Linked DNA regions of Sus scrofa: regions 1 and 3 are each linked to region 2. A link is a contact called in public Hi-C data. All regions are on one chromosome and are shown on one strand. Each heading gives the region's core, a stretch centred on a gene start, on an enhancer-like site or on the middle of the called end of the contact. The rest is flanking DNA. Distances are from core to core; before and after follow the strand shown.

The links. A called contact is a pair of places that touch in the nucleus more often than the background predicts.
Region 1: a Hi-C map of subcutaneous adipose tissue shows a contact between it and region 2, with 2.3 times the contacts expected there. The contact joins two enhancer-like sites. A contact is called at or near these places in 3 of 47 Hi-C or Micro-C datasets (fetal heart ventricle, retroperitoneal adipose tissue and subcutaneous adipose tissue) and 1 of 2 datasets of contacts at active chromatin or transcription factors (skeletal muscle).
Region 3: a Hi-C map of subcutaneous adipose tissue shows a contact between it and region 2, with 2.7 times the contacts expected there. The contact joins two enhancer-like sites. A contact is called at or near these places in 6 of 47 Hi-C or Micro-C datasets (embryonic fibroblasts, fetal skeletal muscle, fibroblasts and 2 more) and 1 of 2 datasets of contacts at active chromatin or transcription factors (skeletal muscle).

Annotation. Positions count from the first base shown.
Region 1 is chr16:65,332,637-65,336,330 of Sscrofa11.1, forward strand. The region is part of intron 3 of LOC110257284 (a long non-coding RNA gene); the gene reads right to left. Among named protein-coding and RNA genes, the nearest start is that of CLINT1, 160 kb to the right of the region's middle. Within about 2 kb of position 1,910, at least 12 of the 83 cell types and tissues checked have an H3K27ac peak or open chromatin away from gene starts, as enhancers often do. A contact at or near this core is called in subcutaneous adipose tissue, where this site is marked.
Region 2 is chr16:64,751,917-64,755,321 of Sscrofa11.1, forward strand. It overlaps EBF1 (transcription factor COE1), which reads left to right. Exons shown (of 17, transcript XM_005672579.3): 17 at 1-1,272. The region is part of intron 4 of LOC106506547 (a long non-coding RNA gene); the gene reads right to left. Among named protein-coding and RNA genes, the nearest start is that of EBF1, 400 kb to the left of the region's middle. Within about 2 kb of position 1,500, at least 6 of the 83 cell types and tissues checked have an H3K27ac peak or open chromatin away from gene starts, as enhancers often do. A contact at or near this core is called in subcutaneous adipose tissue, where this site is marked.
Region 3 is chr16:65,522,797-65,526,420 of Sscrofa11.1, forward strand. The region is part of intron 1 of CLINT1 (clathrin interactor 1); the gene reads left to right. Among named protein-coding and RNA genes, the nearest start is that of CLINT1, 27 kb to the left of the region's middle. Within about 2 kb of position 2,230, at least 22 of the 83 cell types and tissues checked have an H3K27ac peak or open chromatin away from gene starts, as enhancers often do. A contact at or near this core is called in subcutaneous adipose tissue, where this site is marked.

The DNA of each region.
Region 1 (3,694 bases), core at 660-3,159, 580 kb after region 2:
TGGCCACACCTTTGGAAAGCATGGTCCTGGGGGAGCAGGGAAGGCTTGAATGCAGGAGGAGTGGTAGAGAGAATACGGTGAGACATAAGAAGGTACTGAGCAAGAAGAAGGTGTGCCCCAACGAACAGAGGAGGGCCTGGCAAAAGACCACCGAAGTACCTTCTAAAATAATGTCAGATGTCAACCTAACAGACTGGTCTACAGAGGACTCTGGCACCAGCCAGCACTGGAGCTGCATCCACTAGGACAACCCCCTCCCCCATGCAGTATGTTCCAACTGCCAGTATATACCAGCATCCCACAAGCCAGAAACACAGGATTCTTCAAAGGTTAGCTTTCCTCTGACCTCACCCAAAATACTATCCTGTCTATGCCATATCCTTTATCACTTAGCCATAAACTGTTTGAATTGCTCACTGTTGATCAACCTACATTCCTCTTGCCTATCCAAGAATTCTCTAAGAGCCATGTGGGTAAACCCTAGGAAAGCACCAGCCCATAATAACAATCCCTGTTATTTTCATCAACTACAAAGCACATTTAGGCATATTCTCTCATTCTACTCAACATCCATCCTATGAGGCAAATCAGACAGGAATTACTATAGACTTCTTCATGAAAAAGAAACTGAGTCCCAGAAAAGTTTGGTGAATGGATTTGAATCCATTAAGCAAACTGGCAAGTGTGTTAACAAACTCTCCACACTAACCTGGGAAATCTTTTAGATACTACATGATTTGCCTTAAAATTGTTCTTCAAAGGAATGGCATATACCCTATCCTCGCTACTTTGCCTTCACATTGCTCATGGGGGTTGCAACTTTGTAGTTATTTTGTGATTATGGCCTTGAAGGAAAGTAGGTGTTTAATAAATATTTGCTAATGAATGGATTCTACATCCTCCACTAGACTGCAAGTTTCACGAGAGCAATGACACATCTGTTTTGCTCATTATCATAGCAGCTCCCAAATAGTGCCAGCACACAAGAGGTCCTCATTAAATCTTTATTGATAAATGAATGAATCAGTCAATTAAGCCATGCTTATATTCTCTCCTATGAAAAGCATTCTTGATGCCCACAAATAGATTTCTTTTAAAAAAAAAATCTACTTCATGTCAAACCCCCAAACCAGGGCAGTGAACCCCAAACAGAATAAAATTACTTCCAGGAAAATGAACTGTTCCCCAGTTGCAAATTGGCTCTGGATGCTGCTGCTTTCCTCCCATTTACACTCTTTTCAGGCAGCTATTTCAGGTGATGGCATTATCATCGATGGAATTCAATAAAGCAACTGGCTTTCCCCCCCTCGACGTTTATTTTCTATAATCCGTCTTACAGCGGGAGACCATTATCCAGTCAAACAACGTTCAGTTTCAACAGCATTACCGCTTCAAGGAAACACGCAGAGGGTTTGCACAAACGGGTGTGTAGTAAATTTAGTCTTTTAATAGGTTCATTCTTTATTAGGTATTTATTTCGGGAGGCGAAGTCCTAATTAGATTAAGTGGAGAAGCTAAAAAGCTATGGAAACAACACAGAGATTCCAGAATTAGATGGATTCGGTTTAGGTTTCCAGTTTTCCTTTTCTTTTCTTTTCTTCAGATGGCCAGAGAAATCCACACTGCAATCTCCAGTCTCTCAGATAAGAGTCTGTGAAATGAAACTCTGCCAATGTTTTGTGTAAAGAAGTCACATTTGTCTTTCTCCTACGCGGAGTTATTGTGGGGCTGGAATCTAGGAAAAACCGGCTCCCGGAGCCAATGGTGAACCCAATTTACTGTGGCAGATGAATATAACAAAGGTGGTGGTCTAGATGTTTGGCCTCAAGGCACAATTCAATTTTCAGCTGTTTCAAAGCTATTATGTCAAAGGCTGTTTGCATAAACATAATGTTGCCGGGGCCAATCTTGGGTGGGCAGGACTGGAGACGTCTGCCCTCTACTGCCCAAAATGGAAATAGCAACTGGACATCTCTTCAGAATCGGGGCTACAAAAAAAATCAACAGTCCCCCCAAAAAACAGGCCATCTCCAGAACTTTCTGAAACCTCTTTTTCTCAAGTAAAGTTAGAAGTGATTGTTCAGTTTTGTTTTGAGGGAGAAAATGGAGCAGATTGAAGATGTGATGAGTTGATGGATGATGTGGGAACTGAGGAGAAAGCTATTTCCCTTCTCGGAATTCAAAAGAAAATTCCCTTCACTCTCCCATCCACCCACACATATATATTTATATCACCACATTGATATTTAATATGTTTTTTTAACATAGAAGAAACGGATAATGACTCACAGGAAGCAAATCAATATATATCAGAATGAGCTAAAAATATCACTATAAAATATATATACTTAATGTTTATGAGGGCAAGAGGGGGAGAGGTTACCTTCTCAGTTTCAACTAAAAGTCTAGCTCCTTCTTTAGATTTCTTCTTTGTTCCTTTGCTCTTTCTCTTTAATAAAAACTCTGCCAAGATGTATGCCAGGTACTTTAGACTCTCAGAGAACTGCTGTCAACACTTAAATGTTTTTCCTTTCAAATACAGGTAGTTATTAAGTGAAACAAAGAATGGTGCACTTTGGGGGGAAATATTTTAGGTAGGATGCTACAGTGGAGGGCTCTCAGACAAAAAAGAAGGTCATGCAAAATAGATAGAAGATGCATTCCAGGTGACACTGACCTAAACTCAAAGCTGCATAGTCAGTCTTGAACCAGACTTGAAACTGAAAACTGCCCATTAGATGATACTGGTTCCAAACAGCACAGAATTAAGCCTCGTTTGGGTTTCATAAACTAATGTCCCTGTATCCAAAGCTGCCCTTTAAATACTTTAATCTAAAATGTCCAAGTCTTTTAGTAGATGAAAACTGTTGCATTTGGAGTGGATGGGCAGTGGGATCCTTTGCAGAGCACAGGGAACTATATACCTAATCACTTGTGATGAAACATGATGGACAATAATGTGAGAAAAAGAATGTGTGTATATATATATGTACACATAACTGGGTCTCTGTGTGGTACAGCAGAAGTTGACAGAACACTGTAACTCAGTTATAATTTTAAAAAAAGTTTTTTAATCCTATCAAGTAGAGTTATTTTTTAAAAAAAGAATTATCTCCTTAGGTGAGTTTCCATAAACTCATCAGATAAAAGTTTTGATAATTCATAAAATTCTCATTTCAAATGCCAAATGTCAACTGGAAATTAACCACTGATTGCTAGGGAGCTTCTACATCATCTCTCAAAGAGTCCTATCTGCTATTCATACCCTTATATAATCCCATCTACTTAAGTATGTGGGTCCACCTAGGGCCCCTCTCTCTCTTTCTCTCTCTCTCTCTCTCTCTTTTTTTTTTGTTTTTGTTTTTGTTTTTTGCAAATGATCCTGCAGCATATGGCATATGGAAATTCCCAGGCTAGGAGCTGCACCTGAGGCCTATGCTGCAGCCATGGCAACACTAGGCAGCTTATGGCAATGCCAGAACCTTAACCCACTGAGCGAGGCCAGGGATCAAACCCACATCCTCACAGAGACATCAGGTCTTCAACCTGCTGAGCCACAAAAGGAGCTCCTAGTTATGCTCTTCTAATGAACAGAATTTGCAAAAGTGATAGAACTACACTTTCAACATGAGGTTACAAAGACACTTGAGTTGCACTTTTGCTCCCCAGTCTCTTTCTCATGTATTCTTCCTGT
Region 2 (3,405 bases), core at 250-2,749:
TTACAGAAAAAAAACAAAAAACAAACAAAAAAAAACAACCCTAATGCTGTTTTACTCTATTAATATGCATGGAACCTCTCCCTTTGGAGTGACGCATTTTGTGCATTAAATTCCGAGGAGAAACTTCATAGAAATCAGTGAACATACTTTCTTTCCTAAGTCTGCTTGTATATTTCCTCTGTCTTTCACATAAATATAAACCAGCAGATTGGATGCCTTAACAATGCAAATCATATTCATTTCACTTGTACATTGTAACTGTGCACCAGAACTGTCAGTCATCACTCACATTCTAAGAAAAAAGAAAAAAAAAAAAAAGAAAAAAAAAGAAATCGAAAAGCACAAAAGAACTGTTTTGTTACCTTAAGACAATGTAACTTTTCTAGTAGAGCAAGAAATTTACAACAATGCTGCAACTGTGCATGCCCCCCTATGGATTTTGCAATGGTTTTCACTAGACTGTCAGAGTGGATTTTTATGGGTTGGGGCGGGTGGGGGGAGGGGTTTGCGGGAGGGAAGGGAGGGGAGGAAAGCTGATTTTTCTTGGTGAGAAATAATAATAATGATGAATAATAATAAAACTGGAAAATGTAAGCAAGGTGGACGCATTGCTTCTCGGTACTCAGAAAGGTTGTCTGAATTCGTGTGGTAAGCGCTGGCCTGAAGATGTGTACAATTTAAAGCCATATTTTGTCTGGTGAGCCCCTTAACTGTTTGTGAAGGACCGGTCAGCCGGTGAGGTATCCGGCTCAGACCCTGACAACAGACGCCACCCATAGTCAGCCATGCGTAGTGGTTAGAACTTATCTTGAAAGTCCAAAGAGCCTTTAAAATGTGTATCATTTGTGTTTTGTTGCCTCTATTTATATTGATTAGATGAAAAGACGTTCTGACCCTCGGACCCTCTTTCTTCTACACAAAACTTTTACAAGTAAATATGTTCCCCTAAATACAGAATATGGCTTTAAGACGAAAATAGAGAATTCAACTAAGATTTTGGTTTTGGGGGAAAAATACAGCTTCTGGATGACTGGATTGCATAACATGCCCTGGCCTCACATTGTACAAGGATGCAGCTTAACAAAGTCATCTCTAAGTCTAACCTTTCACCTTCTTATCAAACTTTTGGAATAGACACACACTGTACAGTTCAATTGTTAGAGAACCTAACTACTGTAGAGATTGTTATAATTTTTTTTTTTTGCAAAAATTCAAGCTGTAAAAACTTTTCAACTTTCACAATATTTAATTAAAGTTACTTCCTGTCTGTGATGGCAGCTCCTAGTTGTGTATTCATTTCTCTATTTCGGATGAGCCCCTGTCCCACATAATGTAAAAAGTCTGTGTTTACAATTACTCAGACCACTGGTGACACCCAGAGAAAGGCAGGGAGAGTAATCCTGGGACACCCACTTTCCCTCTTAGTGGATCCTTGGGGATTTGCTCATCTGGGATGCAAATCGAACACACACAGCATTTTGCTGCCCTCTGCTGGCAGCAGGTAGGCACGCAGTGCCCATAATGGCCCAAGGAGAAGCCAAGAGCTCCAAAGGATCTCCCTAGGCAAGCAATTAGATCCTCCTGAAATGACCCAATTGTGAATCCAGGACCTGGCCACTCTGGAAAGCCATCCTCCGTGCTGCAAGTCTGAATCAAGCTCTTCGCATACAGCTGCTAATTAATCCCACTGAGCCTTCTGGTCAATTAATTACAGGCCCTGGCTCATTGATGAGGCGGCCTGTGTGAACACAGACCCTTCTATGATCTATAGTTTTAAATCACATGTGGATAAGACACTTTTCCTCTTGGATAAAACCAAATTTATCCAGAGTCAAACATTCCACAAACACCCAAGAGGTACATACTCCTGTACAATACTCCATGTTCAATGCTTTCCCTACTTTTGTAGTTACTGAACATGATAAGGTTAATGATGCTTGTAGCTTGGAACAATGCCTTGCAAATTCAGAAAAGAGGCCGTAGATCAACAGAAACTTGACAGCCAGAGCTGATAGGCTGTTCTACAACCATCATCGTGATCATTTGCGTTGGGCATTTTGCTCAGGTCTAGAGCCTAATCTGAGGTAATGAAAGATTGTGATAATACGTAGAGAAGCTACCATCCTTTTCTTATAAAGAAATCTATGTTGATTCATTCGGTCATTCAATATATATTTTTGGAATTCTGTATGAAATACAGAAGATTAAAAAAATGCACAAGAAGCCTCTGCCCTCAGGAAACTCTCAATCTCAGACAAGCTAAATCTATATTCAAAGTTAGTCTAGAATGTTTAGTATGAGACGGTCATGTCATAGTACTTCACAGAATCAAATAGTCAGCCACACCCCTGCTGGTTTCTACTTTCCTTAAGGCCTAGTTCCTGGAAACATTCATTCATTCACGTAAACCTTGAGGGTTTTACTGTGTATCCAGCACCAGGTGAGGCATAGTGGATTCTACAGCAAGCACAGCGACACTGGTCCTGCCCTTGTGAAACTTACAGATGAGTGATGCAAGCAGGCATTAAGTAACCACACAAGTACAAACCAACAAACCAATAACGGCAATGAAGAAAAAACCTAGGATGCTCTGAAAGTATATTACAGTGAGACCTGATTTAACCTGAAGGGTGGGGAAGGTGTCCAGACAAAGTGATGCCTAAGCTGAGATGTGAAGGATGAGGTGGGTGGGTACCTTAAGCAGAGGGAATGAGGGCGGGCGTGAAGATCTGAGCTTTGGCAGTGGATGTGGTGCATCAAGAACAGAAAGGCTGAGTGTGTAGGTGGGAAGGTGGCACGGTGGAGCTTGGGAATTTCTGTTCAGAACATGTCCTAAGGACCTACTAGGTGCTTGGCACTGTACTGAATGCTAGGATGCACTAGGCAAACCAGTCCTAGTTCCAGCCTGGAGTGTCTAATTGTGGCTCATACATGCACTGCTCTGTATTTGTCCCTGGGGACCCTGCTGGGAAACCATGACGTGGGTGAGCTGGGGTGAGGACAGACAAGGAGCACCTCGTTTGCTCCAGGCAGTTGTTCCCACATGGGAATGTGGCCCCAGTGATGCCCATCTTTCATTTTTCAAGAAGGCCAGATATATCATCAGATTTTTTTTTGGGGGGGGGGGAGAGTGTGAAATTCTCATTTTTTAAATGTTGTCATCTAATCTAAAAATAGTGCTTTCAAAACAACTGCATTGGGGAAAAAAAGTTCATGAGCCTCTAAGAAAGTCAGTTTGGGACTTCTGGCCAAAAGACAAGTTACCAAAGGAGATGTTTACCCAGCTTGATTTGAGGGTCCTGGTGCTATGTGCGAGCACAGAGGTTAAGGAAGGCTGCAAAGCAGGGCATGTCTGAGTGGTGTGAAGAGATGCTCTCCAGGCAGATGAGGGAAAATAGGGCAGGG
Region 3 (3,624 bases), core at 980-3,479, 770 kb after region 2:
CTGAAATCTTAGTAGCTTTAAGATTAAGAGGTCATGTAAATACAGGTTTTAATGTTGGGAATCATTCTTCCCTAATACAGCTTTGTGTTTCGCTTTTTTTTTTTTTTTTTTTAATCATGTTTCAGTATTAGGTACTTAAATTGTTCCCTGTGGTTTTACACACATAGCTTTTGGTATATATATTTTATTATGTATACATATATGTTAGGTACTGGTTTGCTGCACTTACTTGTTAGCCTGGTAACAAGACCTTGGAAGTACAAATAATATGTGGTCTATCTACCATGATTCTTATTTGCCTATAAATAGTTAAAATGTTGCTAATGATGATATAGTACTTTAGAATTCTTAATGGCATTTATTACTTTTCCCTTGGTTACAACATAATGTTCATGGGGAAGAATTTGCCAAATACAGGAAAAAGAAAATAGACAATAAAAGAGCCCATTATTTAAAACCATTACTCTGAATATTGTATTTGTCTCTGTCTCTTGCTGCCTCTGTTTTTCTGACTCTCTTGTGTCTTTAAGTGTGGATATTCACACAGCAAAACACAACTTTAACCTAAACACATAAGTTTAACCATCTAAAAATAGTGCTAAGTATTTTTTCCTGATCAAAGAATGAAGTCTTTATAATAACTTTAAACAAAAAGTAGAAACCATATGAAAAATACAGACCTATTTGACTTTTTTTTTAAGAAGTAAAATTTTAAGGCTAGGAAAAAGACTTCTTGCTAATAAATCTGTTTCATTTTTCATATTCTTTTATTCACAGTTAGGACTGGATTATGTGTATCCTTTGTCTTTTTCGGGGGGTATTTATTTTAGCAAAGCATATTCTTGAACTTCTAGCAAGAAAAAATAGCATAAGGACTAGTAAAGTTTTTTCTTATTCATTTTACTGATTATTCTTAATGCAGATTGGAAGCAGCATTGACCATCTTGTGAGTAAAAGCTTTATTTTAGCTCTTACTTTCAACCAAGTTTGCCTCTACAACATGGACCCAAACCATTATCAAATAAATTAACTTGATATTTTATCAGCAGTGAGCAGCAAAATAAGCAGAAAATGGGGAATAAAGTGGAAGACCAAAATGAACAGTAATTATTTACAAATTGAATAATCAATCCTTGACTTAACTGAATATCGGCTGTGTTCATATAGCCATAGAAGCATGTGTACAGGACTTGAGGATGGTAACTTGTAGTAGTTGGCATTAAAAATCCAGTGAGTGAGTAGTGCTGGCTTGTTCAGAGTTAAGTATTCTCTTTGGGGACTCTTAGTCCTGCCCTACTTACTATTGCTGGAGTGTTTTGAGGGCAAGTGTAAAAGTGTATGTATAAAAGCACTGTGGATTGATTGTAGTTGTGGATTTTATCCTTATAAAGGCAGTGGTTTAATATTGCTTTAAGGTGAAAACCTTCAGAACGTGAGCAGCTTCTTACATACTTTACTCCGGTCATTCCCTGGTAATTTCCTATAATTTTGTTGGTAGAACAGATCCTTGACATTTGTCTGAATTTTGTGTGTGTTTTAAAAAAACTGGTGAGAGATCCCCCTCTAGTGTCTGAATTATCCATTCTTAAAACAATCATAGGAAGTTTTAGGAATTAAACTAGATTTTTTTTCCTTTCACATCTGGACATAATTTTTTTCTTAACTTTCTTTTTTTGGGGAGAAGGAGGGAGTTATTTTCCTTTCTTTAAAAGGTCACTGGAATTATGGGTAGGGTGTGGATTGAGGGCAACAGAAAACATGGGAAAGGAAGGGTCAAAAATGCCATTTCTACCTTTTTAGAAATAGTTATTTTTAAATGATCTGGAATAAGGCCAAACTATACAGTGTTGTTTTGTTTTAGTTTACATTTGCTTCTGAATTAAGTGCAGCTTAAAAATACTTTGTTTTGGAATTCTTTATGCCATCAGACCTCATCTTAAGAACACTGCAGTTTCTGGAAAGCAACCATTTCATTTAAAATAGAGCCTGATACTCTTCATGGAAGTGTTCTAACTTTGTTACTTTTTGTTATTTTGTTGCCATATTTTACCATGGATATACTTTATATTATGATGGTGTGCTAATGGCAAGGTGTCATTTTACATAGTTCCCATTGTTTTTCAACGGAGGAAATAAGGAAATTCTTAAATTATTGGCTCTCTGCCACCTCACCCTCTTAAACACACAGCACTCAAACACACAGGCCTTCAGTTAAGAATCTTGTGAAGGGTTAGGGAAACAGGACCTTTCTCATTTGACCCATGGGCTTTTGTAGCTTGAACAAGGAAAGTAGTGTTCTAAACGCTACAGCATTTATGAAGGCTCTAGTAAAAATATTTCATGTACGTGGACTAGAGATTAACTCTTTTCATCTTGTTCTCCAACAAATTAAACAATGAAAACAGATTGCAAGTGCATTCTTGGCCATGCAATGCTTGGATGAATTTTAGTCCTAATTGCTATTGTTCATTCCCACAGCTGCATTTTGACACTTCTAACTGCCCAAGTCACGCATTCTTCAGCCAGTAGGATAAACAAAGCATTTTGAAATCCATTACTTTGTGGCATCTTAAGTTGCATGCACATAGGTCATTGGCTGCCTTTATTTTATTTTGGTTCCATTGTTGGCAAAATTAGAAAAAAAAATTATTTCTTTACATTTATACATAAAAAATTTTGTGATAGAATTATAACTGGGTTTTATATAAAAATCCATTAATAGTCTTAAATTTTGAAGGAGGCCATAGAAATAATTTGTATTTTTGTTATCAAACCAGTTAGGAGACAGCTTTTCTCTGAGATTTGAAAGAAAGTAATAGGATTTTGCTTTTCTATTTTAGTAGAACAGTGTTCTGAATGTAAATCTAGAAGCCACATTTATTCTGTGATTTAGCATGTCATTTATATGCATAATGGTTCCTTTAAAATTTGAATACTGTTTATTAATTGAAGTATTTGAAATAAATGTGAAAATTATATTTGAGAAATTTGAGTGCCAATTATAACCAAGCTTTCCTCATTTAAAAAATTGAACTTTGTGATGACTGAAAAACCGTACAATAAAAGTGAGGTATGTGTAACTTAAGTTACCAAATTTTTATTTTTTCACTTTTTCTAAAACTTAAAGTCAGTGATTTGAATTACCATATTCACAGGCATCTGATATAACAATTCCTCAGTAATCGGAGCTTTAGATGTTAAGTTAATACTACTACAGTTTTACATTTTCACAGTATTTATTCCTCAGAATGTCTTTGAATTCTTAAATCCATGTAAGCATGAGAATTTCATTTTTATTTTTATTTTTATTTATTTATTTATTTATTTTTTTGTCTTTTTGCTATTTCTTGGGCCGCTCCCGCGGCATATGGAGGTTCCCAGGCTAGGGGTTGAATCAGAGCTGTAGCCACCGGCCTACACCAGAGCCACAGCAACGCAGGATCCGAGCCACGTCTGCAACCTACACCACAGCTCATGGCAACGCCGGATCGTTAACCCACTGAGCAAGGGCAGGGACCGAACCCGCAACCTCAGGGTTCCTAGTCGGATTCGTTAACCACTGCGCCACGACGGGAACTCCAGAATTTCATTTTTAATAACCAGACATTTTGCCATCTCACGTCT